2 separate regions of the Sparus aurata genome follow, and region 1 is linked to region 2. The links are chromatin contacts, called in public Hi-C maps. All regions are on one chromosome and are shown on one strand. The core of a region is the stretch at or near the end of the contact, and the rest is flanking DNA. Distances in the headings are between cores, read along the strand shown. Region 1 holds the start of LOC115594574 (clathrin interactor 1-like). Region 2 holds the start of LOC115594826 (transcription factor COE1-A-like).

Region 1 (6,698 bases), core at 861-3,360, 140 kb before region 2:
AAGGCGACTTTTGAAGTATCAATCAAAGCTGAACACAAATTTGTAAAGGCACAATTATGGCTCAGCTGTTGTTCTGGACAGAGTGATCTAAAGTGACTAAACTGGGTTTGGCATCTTTACTGTTTCTGTAAACAAGCATGTCAACCCAACTGAAATGTATCTGAAATATGACAGTCAAATTTCAAAAACAAAATCGAAATGAGCTTTCCTCCAGTTGTAAAACCTTAAAATGCTAAAGGAGTGACAGTGAACTGAAACTTATTAGCAACACAACTATAAAACAGAATAAACCACAACCAAAAACAACTTCTTCTATATTCAATGGAGGCTTTTTAGAGAGTGCAACTTGTGTGCAACTTGAGAGTGCAAATTAAACAAATTTTTTTATGTTGTGCGGATGATTCCATGTAACAGGTTGTGCAACTATCTGTAGCTCTATAATCTATATAAAGGACTCGATAAAAAAAAATACAACTACACAAACAACTTTTTAACAGTCTGACACAGAAATGAGATTATTATATATAATGTTATTGCAGATTCAACGGTGTAGTATTGATAATGAAAATAAAAATGAGGTATCAAGCGATTCTTACAAGAAACTGTGAGAGCTTAGAGGCAACATTTAAGAGGAGCACGATGCAGTAGTCACTATCAGCCAAGATGATTATTCTTATACATATAGGAAGTTCACATATGTTCCTTAACTTTACATGAGGCTTGATGTCTGTTTGAGATACCTTTGAACTGAACCTACTATGATCTCTCATGCGCTTAATGTAATTGTGTTATTGTTGCAGTACGAAACATGTGATGATAGTTTCCTGTTGTAGCTGCCACAAACCTAGACCTCATCCACATCAAAAGTTGTTTTCATTAAGTAGTCATTAAATTAAATAACTTCTTCCAAGAAACAGGTTTACGTAAGTTATCTCAGTCAAATCTGCTTGTTAAAGTCAGGAATTAGTCTTTTTGCAGCGGTGCAGATTGTTGTGGTTTCAGGTTTTACTCAGCACAGTTATTCTTGTGATTTGGTTGAAGCTGTTGTTCTCCCTCCTCTGGGTTACACTAAAATAACCACTGCACATTACACTTGTAACAATAGAAATCACAAAGACACACAGCACAAACAAGCATGCGTTGTCTAGTGTTCAGACAGACAAAACAATGTGGGAGGCTGCAGCACCAGCATTAGCTACTACTGTATGGTCTGTTTGGCTAACAAGCTTTGTTGTCTTGCTGCCCGGGACCAGGGGGGCTTGGGCCTCGTTGGACCGGTGTAGCAATGTGCAACACTGTGAGACATGGTTGGATGCTAATTTGCATGATCTTGACCATCCACAAACAATTATCCAGCGGCTTTGGCTTGCTATCGTTGGTGTCCAGCTTTCTAGTTGGGACATAGTGTAAAGTGAATGCACAGAGGAGGTGGCGGGCATCACCAGGGTGGGACAGGGCGTGATTCTGCAGCAGCATTCACAGAAACAGCACCCTGAGTCGACCTGGGTTAGCAGTGCTAGCGGAATTAGCTAACTGGATAGCATTCGATCTGGATCGGAAACAAATGAATTTCCAGTTGGTAATATCGTATTTTTTTCTCGCCTCTGCGGTCCAGTGTGGAAATAATTCAACGTGAGATGGCATCATAGAACACACATTCCTGTTTATGCCACACGGTTGAAGCCTGGCAGCTAGCCAAAGCTAGTCGGAGCTACCAGCTGAGGGGCTATCGCCGTGACGTCACGGCCCGTATCCTCTCCTCTGTCAGCGATAAAAGCTGCTGATGCTGCCCGGCTAAAGCCGCCTAGCTAGCCGGCTAGCTCGGAAGCCACTTAGCGGTTAAGCTAGTACAAACAGCTCCACCTGCGCTCTGGTACTCACGCTTTGTCCACCAGCTCTCTGACTTTCCACATATTCAGCATCTCCGCACGGAACTGCGGGCTCGCCGCCTCGATACTGCGTCGCCCCCGTGTCACTACGCCCCGCAACACAGGTGGTCTCCGGTTACCGACGGCAGTCCCCCCTGCTCCTCGACGAGCTCCGTCAGTACCGTTACAGCGGCCGCTGCGGTTAACGGTCCGGCCCCAGTTGCTACGGAAACGTCGTCCTCTGCCTACGTCACCGAAACATCGAGATGTGCCTGCGCTCGCGGACTGATATTCATGTTCAGCAAAGAAACTCTCACTGGTTTTTACTGTGTGGACCAGAACATGTCGTGCAATAATGCGCCATTGAATGGAGATTATGTTTTTATGGCACTCTGGAAAAGAATGCCTGTTTTTTTTTTTTTTATTCAGTGTTTGTAATTTTTAATAAAATCCATATTCTTCAAATGAAATGTTCTGATAAAAAAATTCACATGTGGCCCTAATCCTCTTCCGTACATTCCAACTCCAAACCAAACCTTCAAAACAAAACTCATTACCAGACTTTATACCAGACATATTTTTCAAATGTATTAATCCCGTCCTCGTCCGCACATCTTTTATTTTATTTTATTTTATTTTATATAATTTTATTTGTTTGGGCACCTGACAATGTTTCCTCTTTGTTATTGTTATATGTGTATATGTGTATGTTAACTGAACTGTGTCTGTTTAATAAAGAAATAATCTGTTTTACTTTCTTTATATGTGGCGGACCCTGCCACCGTTCTTCAAACAGTGTTCTTGGACTTTATTTTCCTCTGAGAGCAGCTTGTTTATTCAGTTATCGAAAAAACAAATATTTCTGAGTCTGTATTATTACCTCTATATTGTGAAGATGAAAATTCTGAGTTTGAATCATTTCTCAAAAACGTACATAGTGCAGTTTTAAAGATGAAACAGGCTGGTTGTCCTGTTTCACAATAGTATACAAACTATATTTCACTTCAGCAGATGTGTCTCTTGATAGTTTCACACACTTTGTGCTCTGTTTTTTTTTCAATGGGTAACTTTTGCTTTATTTATCAGCTCTACAACGTGTGGTGTGCTCTTTTGAAATGATCATGAACTTTCTCTTATTTGTTATTTCATTATCATTTCGTAGTGAACCCACTGACATCGTACGCACAAGACAAAACAGAAATACAGGCTTTTGACAACAACACCTCCATCCCAGTTTAAAAGCGGCTCTGTGGAATTTCTGTGGCACTGAGAGGATAAAGTCACAACCTTTGGACTGTCGCTGAATAGCTGAACCAAAGAAATACACAGTCCAGCAGCATTAAAGTACTTTAACAAACTGTCCACAGGCTTGTAGGCAACAGAGAGAGAAGAGGAATGTCTCATTTTTCACGTCACGTTACAACCTGCCCCTTTAGATTAGACAGAAAAATGTATCCTGCTGTTGTTTTTGTCCGCTGCCCTCATGATGTCAAACCTGGTCAACTAATTTAAATGCAATTTGGCAGCGTTTATGGCACCGTAGAGTGTTTCCTCTAATGGAAGGGGCGTCCAAGCCACTGAACACAAAGGTGAAAAATATGAAGATGTGAAAAAGAGGAGGAGAAAAGATGTGAGGATAAAGATTAAAACGAGACAAACAAGACGCGAGGAAGAGGAGAGGGAGGAGACAGAAAAGAGGGAGAAGGGTGGAGATGGAGGAGAGAGAGGAGCAACACCCTTCATCCATCCATCCACCCATCCCTCTACCATTGTTACCATGACGACCTGATAGCAAAGCCTTCAGTCATTTACCTTATTTGACTTTCTCATCTTTAGATTTTTACCTTCGCCTGATGCTTTTCATACAGATTGAAATGCCTCCCTCCAGTGATTAAAGTTTAGTACTGCATCAAAGTGTCTGTGTCGTATTTAAGTACAACTTCGCAGTACTTTCTTTAGTTTCACTCCACTACATTTCATGGAGGTCTGTTGTACTTTTGACTCCATCATGCACTCTTCAGTCGGGGGATTGGCTGTCAGATCACCATTTTATTGAACAAAACACCATCACAACACAAAAGGAAGCACGTTCGTCCACCAAAGATCCACAGTCCTCAGATTTTGTTTTTGTCACTGCATCTGGAGACACATCAACACACTCTGTTTTCCCTTCTCGCTGTTTCACAACACTGATCAACTCTTCTCTCATCCCTTAAACATAAATCATCTGAAATGTTGAGATAACCTCACAGTAGGATTATTCATGGCAGCAGAAGCGACAGCAGCATACTTATCACATTTCTTTAAGAAAACATTTGTCAGCTGCAGAGTAAAACACCAGTTAACTCCCTGCTGAGGACTGAATCATAAAACTGGATCTGGTGCTGGTCGGCCCGGCCTCACCTCACCACTAGAGAGCACTGTCATCCTGCTGTTTGCTGGTGGAACTGGACCTCAGTAGGGTATTTATCACAGTTATGTCACACTTGGACCAGAACAAGCTGTTTAAAGGTTTGAAGACTTGAGAATTGCTAAACATTTTCACAGTTTCAGGCCGCTGGTGGGACTGTAACCATTATACTGTCAGACTTGTAGATGCAATATTACATTTATTAGACATGGTGGTTTAACAAAGGTAAAAACATACTCAGCAGATAAGACTCACAGAAAGGGAAATAAGATAAGTATATTTATTATACTGTACTTATAATTTTATAATTTATGCTACATTGTTTCTCTCTCCTGCAGATCAAAGGCAAATATTGTAGTTTTTCATAACTTAACCACTAGACACTTTGCATACTGGGACTATTAATACAACATATGATAACAAATAAAAGAAATATTGTTTAAAAAGTAGTAAAAGTGTAATTCCATCAGTTAACAGGTCTTGGGGAGCAGAACTACTTTTGTGATGAAGATAGTACAAAATGTTTTGCTGCAGAGGAAGCTGAACGTAATCTGATAAATTACCTCCAGAGATGTCACACAATGATTAAGTTGCATTATGGGTAATGTAGGCAGCAGGTTTTTGAAAAGCAGTCCACTGGTCTTTCTTCTTCTGCTGATCAAAAATCGCTAAAGCAGAACAAGATAAATCATCTGTGTTATTCCACACATGCCTTCTTCTTCTCAAAACCTGCTGCCTACATTACCCACAATGCAATTTAGAACTTGGGGCTACTTTTGATACTTGCAATAAACTTTGATGCTACTTTTACAGTATTTCTACTCTGTGTTGTACACTATATCCTGACTACACTGTAAACTTTAAAAGTTGACTTAAAAAAAATACTTTTAAAAAGTCCAGAAATCTGTTTTCTCAAAATGATCAAGTAAAGTCGAATATTACATTTAAGATGTACGAGCTCAAAGTTTTAACAACTTTATTTATTATTAGTCTGATTAACTTTTTCCTCACTTTCAGTCACTAGTGTCATTTTAAATGACAATTGACTTTTGTCATTTATCTTGTTATCAATTGATAATATCCCTCATTGTTATTCAATCTGATCAGAATACTTTGTGGATGTGTTTGTAGGTGCAGTTGTTCTGTAGCTAAATGAGCTGCTACAGTCTCCACCAGGTTTCCCTTGTAAACAAGATCCCTAATCCTTGTGAGACTAACCTGGATCCACAAAGCCTTAAAACACTGCAAAAGCATGTAATGTACGAATGGGTGTACGTGGTACAGAGAGTTCAGCCGGGCCAAGAACAAAATACTTGATTTTGAACATTGTGTTCTCAGTTTTCCAATAAACCGAGAAAGTAACGCAACAATATTACATGAGTCAACAAGGAGGTGCAGACAGAGAGAGATATGGGGAAGGAGCAGAGACAGAGGAGGAAATGGACAGAGCATGTGAAGGCGTGTGTGTGTGTGTGTGTGTGTGTGTGTGTGTGTGTGTGTGTGTGTGTGCGTGTGTGTGCGTGTGTGTGTGTGTGTGTGTGTGTGTGTGTGTGTGTGTGTGTGTGTGTGTGTGTGCGCTCTGTTCCCTGGAGTCCACCCTGGAGATCGCTTGGGAAAAAGACCTCTAGGTCTGCCTGAGGTCTGACTTGTGGCCAAGAAAAGCAGGACTAAAATAGAGAGAGAGAGAGACAGAGAGACAGAGAGAGAGAGAGAGACAGAGAGAGACAGAGAGAGAGAGAGACAGAGAGAGAGAGATGGAAGATGGAGAGGGCGTGAGAGGAAGGAGGAGCCAGAGAGATGGAGAAAGAGTGTGGACAAAGAGCTTTGTATCTGAGGAGAAAATGTATGGAAAATAAAAACATTCACATGCTGTCACACATATAAACACTCGCACACACCCACACACACACACATGCACGTGCACACACACACACTCACTGCTGATTGGAACCATATGCTGACAGACAGAAAATAATGGGAAACTGTGAATTGTTTGATTTGTTTTCCCTCCTCTTCGTTGTGTTGTTGGGACGGGGGACGGGGGGGTGGAAGGCGTCCGTGACCGTAGATGATGATCAGCCATGGGAAATTCCAGTGAGTCGATGTGTCCGCCACGCTGCATGGACAGGTCTGGTCCATTAACAACATGCACTGGGAGGGGAGGGGGGACTTCCAGTGTGTGAACCAGGAACATGAGCAGTGGGGTGCCCGAGAAGTCATGAACTGAGCACAACTGATGGTTCTGATACTGAACGACCACAAGCCAACACCACTGCATCTCTCTTTTTCCCACACGCACACAAAAATAACACGACAGACCCGAAAGCAGCTGTTTTTTTCTTAACCCCCAGATTCAATTAGCTATTAATGAAAAAAACACACTGGAAGTAAATCAACACCTGTGTAGTTAAACAGACGTC
Region 2 (7,191 bases), core at 2,256-4,755:
CTCAGCACAACCGATCCCCGAGGTGCTGTTACATCTTTCCACTTCCTACAGTGAGCGGCAGAATCACACCGCTGTTCCTTCACACCCGCTCGCTGCCTCCTCGCTCTAATCACAGCGAGAAGTACAGGCAGAAACGCCTGGAGACATGTGGTGTGTGTGTGTGTGTGTGTGTGTGTGTGTGTGTGTGGTACATGCAGTGGAAACACCCACCCACAGAACACACACACGCACACACACAAACGCTTGTATTAGTGTGTGCAAGTACATGCAGAGGAGGGCGGCGGATCAGTGGAGCAGCTCATTGTCAGAGAGGTAACAGGAGAGGTGACAGACCTCTGTGTGTGTGTGTGTGTGTGTGTGTTTGTGTGTGTAGGTGTGTGTGTGTGTGTGTGTGTGTGTTTACCTGTTTAGTCATGGAGTCTATGAGTCGAACATAAAAGTCCTGCTCTGTTCTGATGCCTGTTGGGACGCAGAAGAAAAGAGAAGAATTATATACTTTGCATATATTTGATGTGCAGAGCCACATTCAGAACTCCATTTGAAAAAGAGTCAAATTAAGCAAATATGGAAAAAAAAAGATGGTAATTAATTAATCCTGCCTTCAACAACTGGGAATTTTATGGGCTTTTAAAATATTTCCGAAACACACAATTACATTAATTTTTTTCAGACTTTTTAATGTGAAATTTTGTTTATTTTTTTTTATTTTTTTAAAATCTTTTTATGGCTCAAAAAATTAGTCAAGAATAACATAATTCCTCGGTTGAATTAAAGGGTCAGAAGTCAATAAAATTAAAAAGAGTGTTTCTCACCATCTGTGAGTTTTTTGTTTCTTTTCTGAACCAATAAAATATTTATTCATGCAGATTCACACATTTTATAAAACACCCAGACCTCATTAGACCCTTTAATAGTTATTTAAATGTCAACACTTTACAGTCGATATCACTGATAAATGGTTTGGCGAGTCTGTTTTCATATATATATATTTTTTTTTTCAAATGTGACATTAAGATCAATAATATCAGCTCTGTGATGTATCCTGTCAGTGTTTCTTGTGACGGGCCTGAACGCCACAGATCAGCTCAGTCTGTCACTCAGATCACAGCAGCTCCGGACAAACTGATCCAGGACCAGCGGCGCTGCTGAAGCCGTGGAGCGGCCTCAGCAGCTGCTGCGAAATAGTGACATTTAGCCAGAAATCGTTCAAATTACACACATGTGAAACTCAACACATGCAGATTGTGTGTTTCGAGGATGGCAGCCTGTTGGCCTCCTCTGCCTCACGTGTGCCCACATCAAATCTGAATATCGGCTGTGTGTGTGTGTGTGTGTGTGTGTGTGTCCTCTCACCATTACTGTAAAGAAGCTGCAGCCGGTAATGAATCCCGTTATTGGTCTTCTCTCCACTTGTCTCCTTCACACACACACACACACGCGCGCACACACACACACACACACACACACACACACACACACACACACACACCAAACACAAAGCTGTTTATTCACGTGCTTTCAGGACAGATTAAAATAAATAAATAAACAAATAAAGACACGTCTCACTTATTGAATTCTTCATGCGTTAAACAAACGCGTGATTTACGCGCGGTGGTCACATTACGCGGAGCAGCTCTGTAATTCCTCGGCGTGTAATCACGCTGTTATTGTGGCTTCTTCTCTGTAATTCTTCTGTAATTACTGGTTTATGTTTGGAGGGCGAATAAAAATCCACACAGTGAATTATGTCTAATTTAAACCGGTGTGATAATTGATGAGGGGCGCGCGCTGCCCGCCGCAGTGCGCTCGGGAACAAGTGGTTCATGTTCAATCAGCTGCGAATTAAAACTATTTAAACAGGTTTTATTATTTATCAGAAGAAGAACTGGATCGAAGGATTTCATGAGAGAGAGTGTGTGCTTCAAATCTGATTTAAAACATATTAATAATAATGATTATAATAACAGTAATAATACATGTTAAACACAGCAATTTATTTGTTTTATTCACGTGTTTCTGTAAATAATCTGAATAACGAGGCCTTTAAAAATTAAAATGTTAAATCTACAAAAAAGATAAAATGTTTTTTTTTTTGTCCCCACCTTCTCCTTCTCGATGAAGTCCACGAAGTTGGTCCTCTCGATCTCCACCGGCTGACCCTGCCGGTCGTACAGCGCCAGGACGAAGTGGAAGAAGTTGGACTTGCGCAGGTTGGAGGGCGGCTGCTTCTCGAAGTGCGCCCGGGCCAGACCCACTCCGCTGCGGACACACGGGCGGAGGATCAGTCGGTGTTAGAGGGGAATGTCGTGGGAGGCGATACAAGTTTACAAGAGCAAAGAAATATAAGCAGCAAATCTGTTATTATTATTATTATTATTATTATTACTATCATTATTATTATTTTCTTGATTTGACCAGGATTTGTTTTATTTGATTTATAGAATTAAACCACACGTGTCTGTCTGCTGGTCTCGTCACATCTCTGGCTTTCTGGATCAGAAATCAGAATTTTGTGGCCATGAATCTGTTTTACAAAGATTCATCTCCTCGTTGTAAACCCAGAGCACAGGCCTGATTTATGTATTTGCCTCCTTTTGGCTTCATTAAACCTCAGACAGCTGTGCGTAAAAATCAGTGGCACCGGCACATGTTGCTGTTAACTGTTCAGCACGTTGTCTCTAAATTATACAGCTGAAAAAAAATTTAATTAGCAGCAGTTAAAATCCAGAGTTGTTCCCATCAGGTCACAGGATCCTGACAGAAGACCCCACCTCGTCTCCGTCTCCACCCGGGCAGAGCTCACCTTTGGGCGGCCGTGTTGGCGTCCAGCACGCCGCCCCCCTGCATCCAGCTCCGGACGTTCATGCCTCCCAGCGGCTCCTCCTTCAGGCTGCTGCCGCTTCTCTGGATGCTCTCTTGGATCCCAAACATGAACAGACCTCCGTGGCTCGCTGCTGTGCACTTGTCCTCCTGTAGATCCTGAAGCGACGCGGGCTCAATGTGCTGCAGGGAAAAACCAAAGCGGCTCGTAATTCTTGTCCTGAAGGAGCGCGTGTTAAAACTGACGGGACATCGTAGCGGGTCCAAAACTGTCCGAACACTTAAAACGCGGGTTTAAAATCGCCAGTGGAGAGTTGTGAGGAGTGAGGAGGTGTTAGAAAAGTCTCTCCTGGAGCGCTTTGAGATCCACAGTTAAAGCTGTCAGGCAGAACAGAGAGATCAGCTATCACCCAGATCAGATGTCATCATCATCTGACGCCTCTTTCTTCCTCTTTCTCTCGCTTTCTCTCCTCCTCTCCCTCAGTCCAGCGGTCCGGGACGCGTCGGGCGCTCTGTGGTGTCCGGAGCAGCGCTGCTTTCCTTCGGATGACTCCCGAGCTCTCGCCTCTCCGCTCCCTCTCTGAGGAAAACGCTTTGTGACTCTTCCCAAAGGACTCTCTCTCCCTTCTCTCTCTCTCTCTCTCTCTCTCTGAGAACCAAACGCGAGCTTCTCCCGCCCCGGGGGGAGAGAGAGAGGGAGGGAGGTGGGATGGGAAGAGAGGGAGGGGAGGGGACCGGAGGAGAGGAGAGGAGAGGAGACGCCCCCAAACAAAGAGTGAGGTCCGGTGCGCGCCGTGGAGCGGCACGGAGCTCCTCTCCTCCGTCCTGCGTCCTCTGTCCTCTCCTCTGTCCTCCGTCCTCTCTCCTCTCCTCTGTCCTCCGTCCTCTCTCCTCTCCTCTGTCCTCTGTCCTCTCTCCTTGTTTGACTAAGACTTTGCAGAAACGTCTCTTCTCTGCAAATGTTTAGATTTATTAGATTTATTCTTTAAAAATCGCCCGCGAAAGTTTGTGGAAGCTGCTCAGCTGCTCTTCATCAGGACGCACAAACACAACCACATTAATTATCTCAAACATGCTTTTATTATGAAAATATATATATATATTTTAAACACACACTACTGAATTACTTTTGGAGCATCTGATCGGAACTTTAACACAATATTATTTCTCATTCTCAACCATGAAACGAAGAAGAGATCGATCAGGCCGATCTGATCCCACAGCTGAAGCTCAGCTGATGTTCTGCAGACACTCTGTGGTTCTGATCTGAAGCCGGAACATCTCCACGGAGGTTTAATTTAGACGAACCGGTCCGGCTCGGATAGAAAAGCCACAACATCTCTCTGCTCCTCATTGTCCTCCGCGGGCCTCCTTATTGCAGCCTCGCGCCGCAAGACGCACAAACAAAAGCGACAATAACAATAATTAGCTCAAAATAACAATGAACATAATTGAGGATAATTGCTACCAGATCCCCGCTTTGTCTCCTGCAGCACCATCTGTTATTCCAAACTATTTATCACGCCGCCGAGAGGGAATCCAAACCCAAACACACGTATTAATAGATAATCACGTCAACTCTTTATTTAATCTAAATTATTTTTAATAACATAAAGCTGCAGAGTATCGATCCGCAGAGGTGCAAAAGGTCAACAACTTGTGTATTATTCAGCCGGCTGTGGGGATGATTGGCAGGACGATCTGGCGCCGCTCCAGGGTTTAATTCCCAAAGGTTATTGAAAAACGCTCCTGACCTTGATTATGGAGAATAAAAGTCTTTTCTGCTCCAGTTTCCTGCATATAGAAGAGAGAGAGAGAGAGAGAGAGAGAGAGAGAGAGAGAGAGAGAGAGAGAGAGAGGTGTGTGTGCGAATCGATCCGAGCACGTGTTCAATTTAAACAATTAAAATATAGAAACCAACAGGAGGTTTGTCTCTGCGGGCTCGTGCGAGGAAATATGACAAATTAAACTATTAATGTAAAGCTTCAGGTGTTAGACATAAAAATACAATTTATTCTCTTGCAACAAAAATAAATAATTATAAAATATAATTTATAATAAATCAGATGTTTCCTGTTAAATTGTTAGGAAATTACATTATCGATGAATAAACCCTGAAATATTATTTAATTTATTCTGAAGATGCTGAAAGATTTTTAAACATGAGACAAATGAACAAATACCAGCAGTGTCCACAGCTCACTGTGAAGATCAGCTGATATTTAATCTGCATTAAAAATCACAATGTAAAGATTTCAAACGCGAGATTAAATCATAACAGAAAAAATATATAATAAAAAATATAATAATAAATCTGTAGGAGCCCGAAAGATTAAAGATGAACACCGTGTATAAACTCAATGTGCACAGTGTGTGTGTGTGTGTGTGTGTGTGTGTGTGTGTGTGTGTGTGTGTGTGTGCGCGCGCGCGCGCCTCCAGCTGCGGGTCGTCTCCCGCATCAGCTCCCGCGCGCTCTAAAAACAGCCCAACAGCGCCATCTTCCGTCTGAGTACTGCAGCTGCGCACAGAACAGACTTCATTAAACACTTCGTCCAGCTGGTTCAACAACTTCCATGAAACTAAAGACTCTTATTATTAACTTATTAAAACTCTGAACATCAGTCAAGGAAAAAAGACTCTTTCTTTTCTAACATTTCTAACTTCTTCCTGTCTGTCTGGTTGTCGTCTGTTTGATTTGTGTTTCTTCGTGGTCGTTTGCTGCAGTTTCTTTTCATTTGTATTCTGTTTCTTTGTTTTCACATTTTGGCACCAATTCTGTTTTATTTCTTTTTATTCGTGCTGTCGACATCATTGATTCAAATAAAGGTTGAATGATTGAATGAAACCACACAGCTGTCATGTTGATATCCTACACCAACAAAACCTCTTTCATGTAGGTTTTGGCTTCTTTTAATCTTTTCGCATGTTTTAAATTGTTTCCTTTTCTCCTTTTTAATGTCAAATTTAGGGTTTTTGTTATAAGTTTTAATCTTTAGTACATATCATGATAAAAGCAGATCTATTGAATAACATTGTGTTCTAAATAATTATGCTTTTACTGTTTTTGTTCTTTCTTTTCCTAAATAGCACATATAATTAGCAGTCAAACAGATTTTAATTCCTCAAATTAGTTCCAAATGATTTTGTAAAACGGAAGAAAAGGATTGAAAACAGGAGTCAGTCATATTTTTTGACATCAGGAGGTCATTTTTCTAAAAAATCAAAGTTTGTTATCAATCAGAAACATCACGTGCATCAACAGAGGAGCCCTTCTTTCATATCACCCTAAAACATTATGTACATACAATGTTTATGAGTTTATTTCTATACGTCCATGTAAAGTTTCTGCCTGTATTTCCTTCGACAATGCCAGAAGTGCTGCTCAGAGGTAAACTCTCGCCCGCCCTCATAGAGATTGTTTTACAGACGCTCCACAGATTGTCAGTAGGGTGGAGGTCTGGGGATGATGGAGGTCTGGGGATGATGGAGGTCTGGGGATGATGGCAGAGGACTGGGGATGATGGAGGTCTGGGGATGGAGGAGGTCTGGGGATGATGGAGGTCCGGGGATGATGGAGGAGGACTGGGGATGATGGAGGAGGACTGGGGATGATGGAGGTCTGGGGATGGAGGAGGTCTGGGGATGATGGAGGAGGACTGGGGATGATGGAGGAGGACTGGGGATGATGGCAGAGGACTGGGGATGATGGAGGAGGACTGGGGATGATGGAGGTCTGGGGATGATGGAGGTCTGGGGATGATGGAGGTCCGGGGATGATGGAGGAGGACTGGGGATGATGGAGGAGGACTGGGGATGATGGAGGTCTGGGGATGGAGGAGGTCTGGGGATGATGGAGGAGGACTGGGGATGATGGAGGAGGACTGGGGATGATGGCAGAGGACTGGGGATGATGGAGGAGGACTGGGGATGATGGAGGTCTGGGGATGATGGAGGAGGACTGGGGATGATGGAGGTCTGGGGATGATGGAGGAGGACTGGGGATGATGGAGGAGGACTGGGGATGATGGAGGAGGTCTGGGGATGATGGAGGTCCGGGGATGATGGAGGAGGACTGGGGATGATGGAGGAGGACTGGGGATGATGGAGGTCTGGGGATGGAGGAGGTCTGGGGATGATGGAGGAGGACTGGGGATGATGGAGGAGGACTGGGGATGATGGCAGAGGACTGGGGATGATGGAGGAGGACTGGGGATGATGGAGGTCTGGGGATGATGGAGGAGGACTGGGGATGATGGAGGAGGACTGGGGATGATGGAGGTCTGGGGATGATGGAGGAGGACTGGGGATGATGGAGGAGGACTGGGGATGATGGAGGTCTGGGGATGATGGAGGAGGACTGGGGATGATGGA

Evidence for each region. A called contact is a pair of places that touch in the nucleus more often than the background predicts.
Region 1: a contact with region 2 is called in a Hi-C map of skeletal muscle, with 6 times the contacts expected there. The contact joins the promoter of LOC115594574 here to the promoter of LOC115594826 in region 2. A contact is called at or near these places in 2 of 2 Hi-C or Micro-C datasets (skeletal muscle and an unstated tissue).

Annotation. Positions count from the first base shown.
Region 1 is chr13:3,100,378-3,107,075 of fSpaAur1.1, reverse strand. It overlaps LOC115594574 (clathrin interactor 1-like), which reads right to left and starts at 2,110. Exons shown (of 13, transcript XM_030438724.1): 1 at 1,882-2,110.
Region 2 is chr13:2,957,842-2,965,032 of fSpaAur1.1, reverse strand. LOC115594826 (transcription factor COE1-A-like) reads right to left here and starts at 3,505. Exons shown (of 17, transcript XM_030439079.1): 1 at 2,804-3,505; 2 at 2,103-2,259; 3 at 1,354-1,417; 4 at 404-459. The coding sequence starts at 2,931.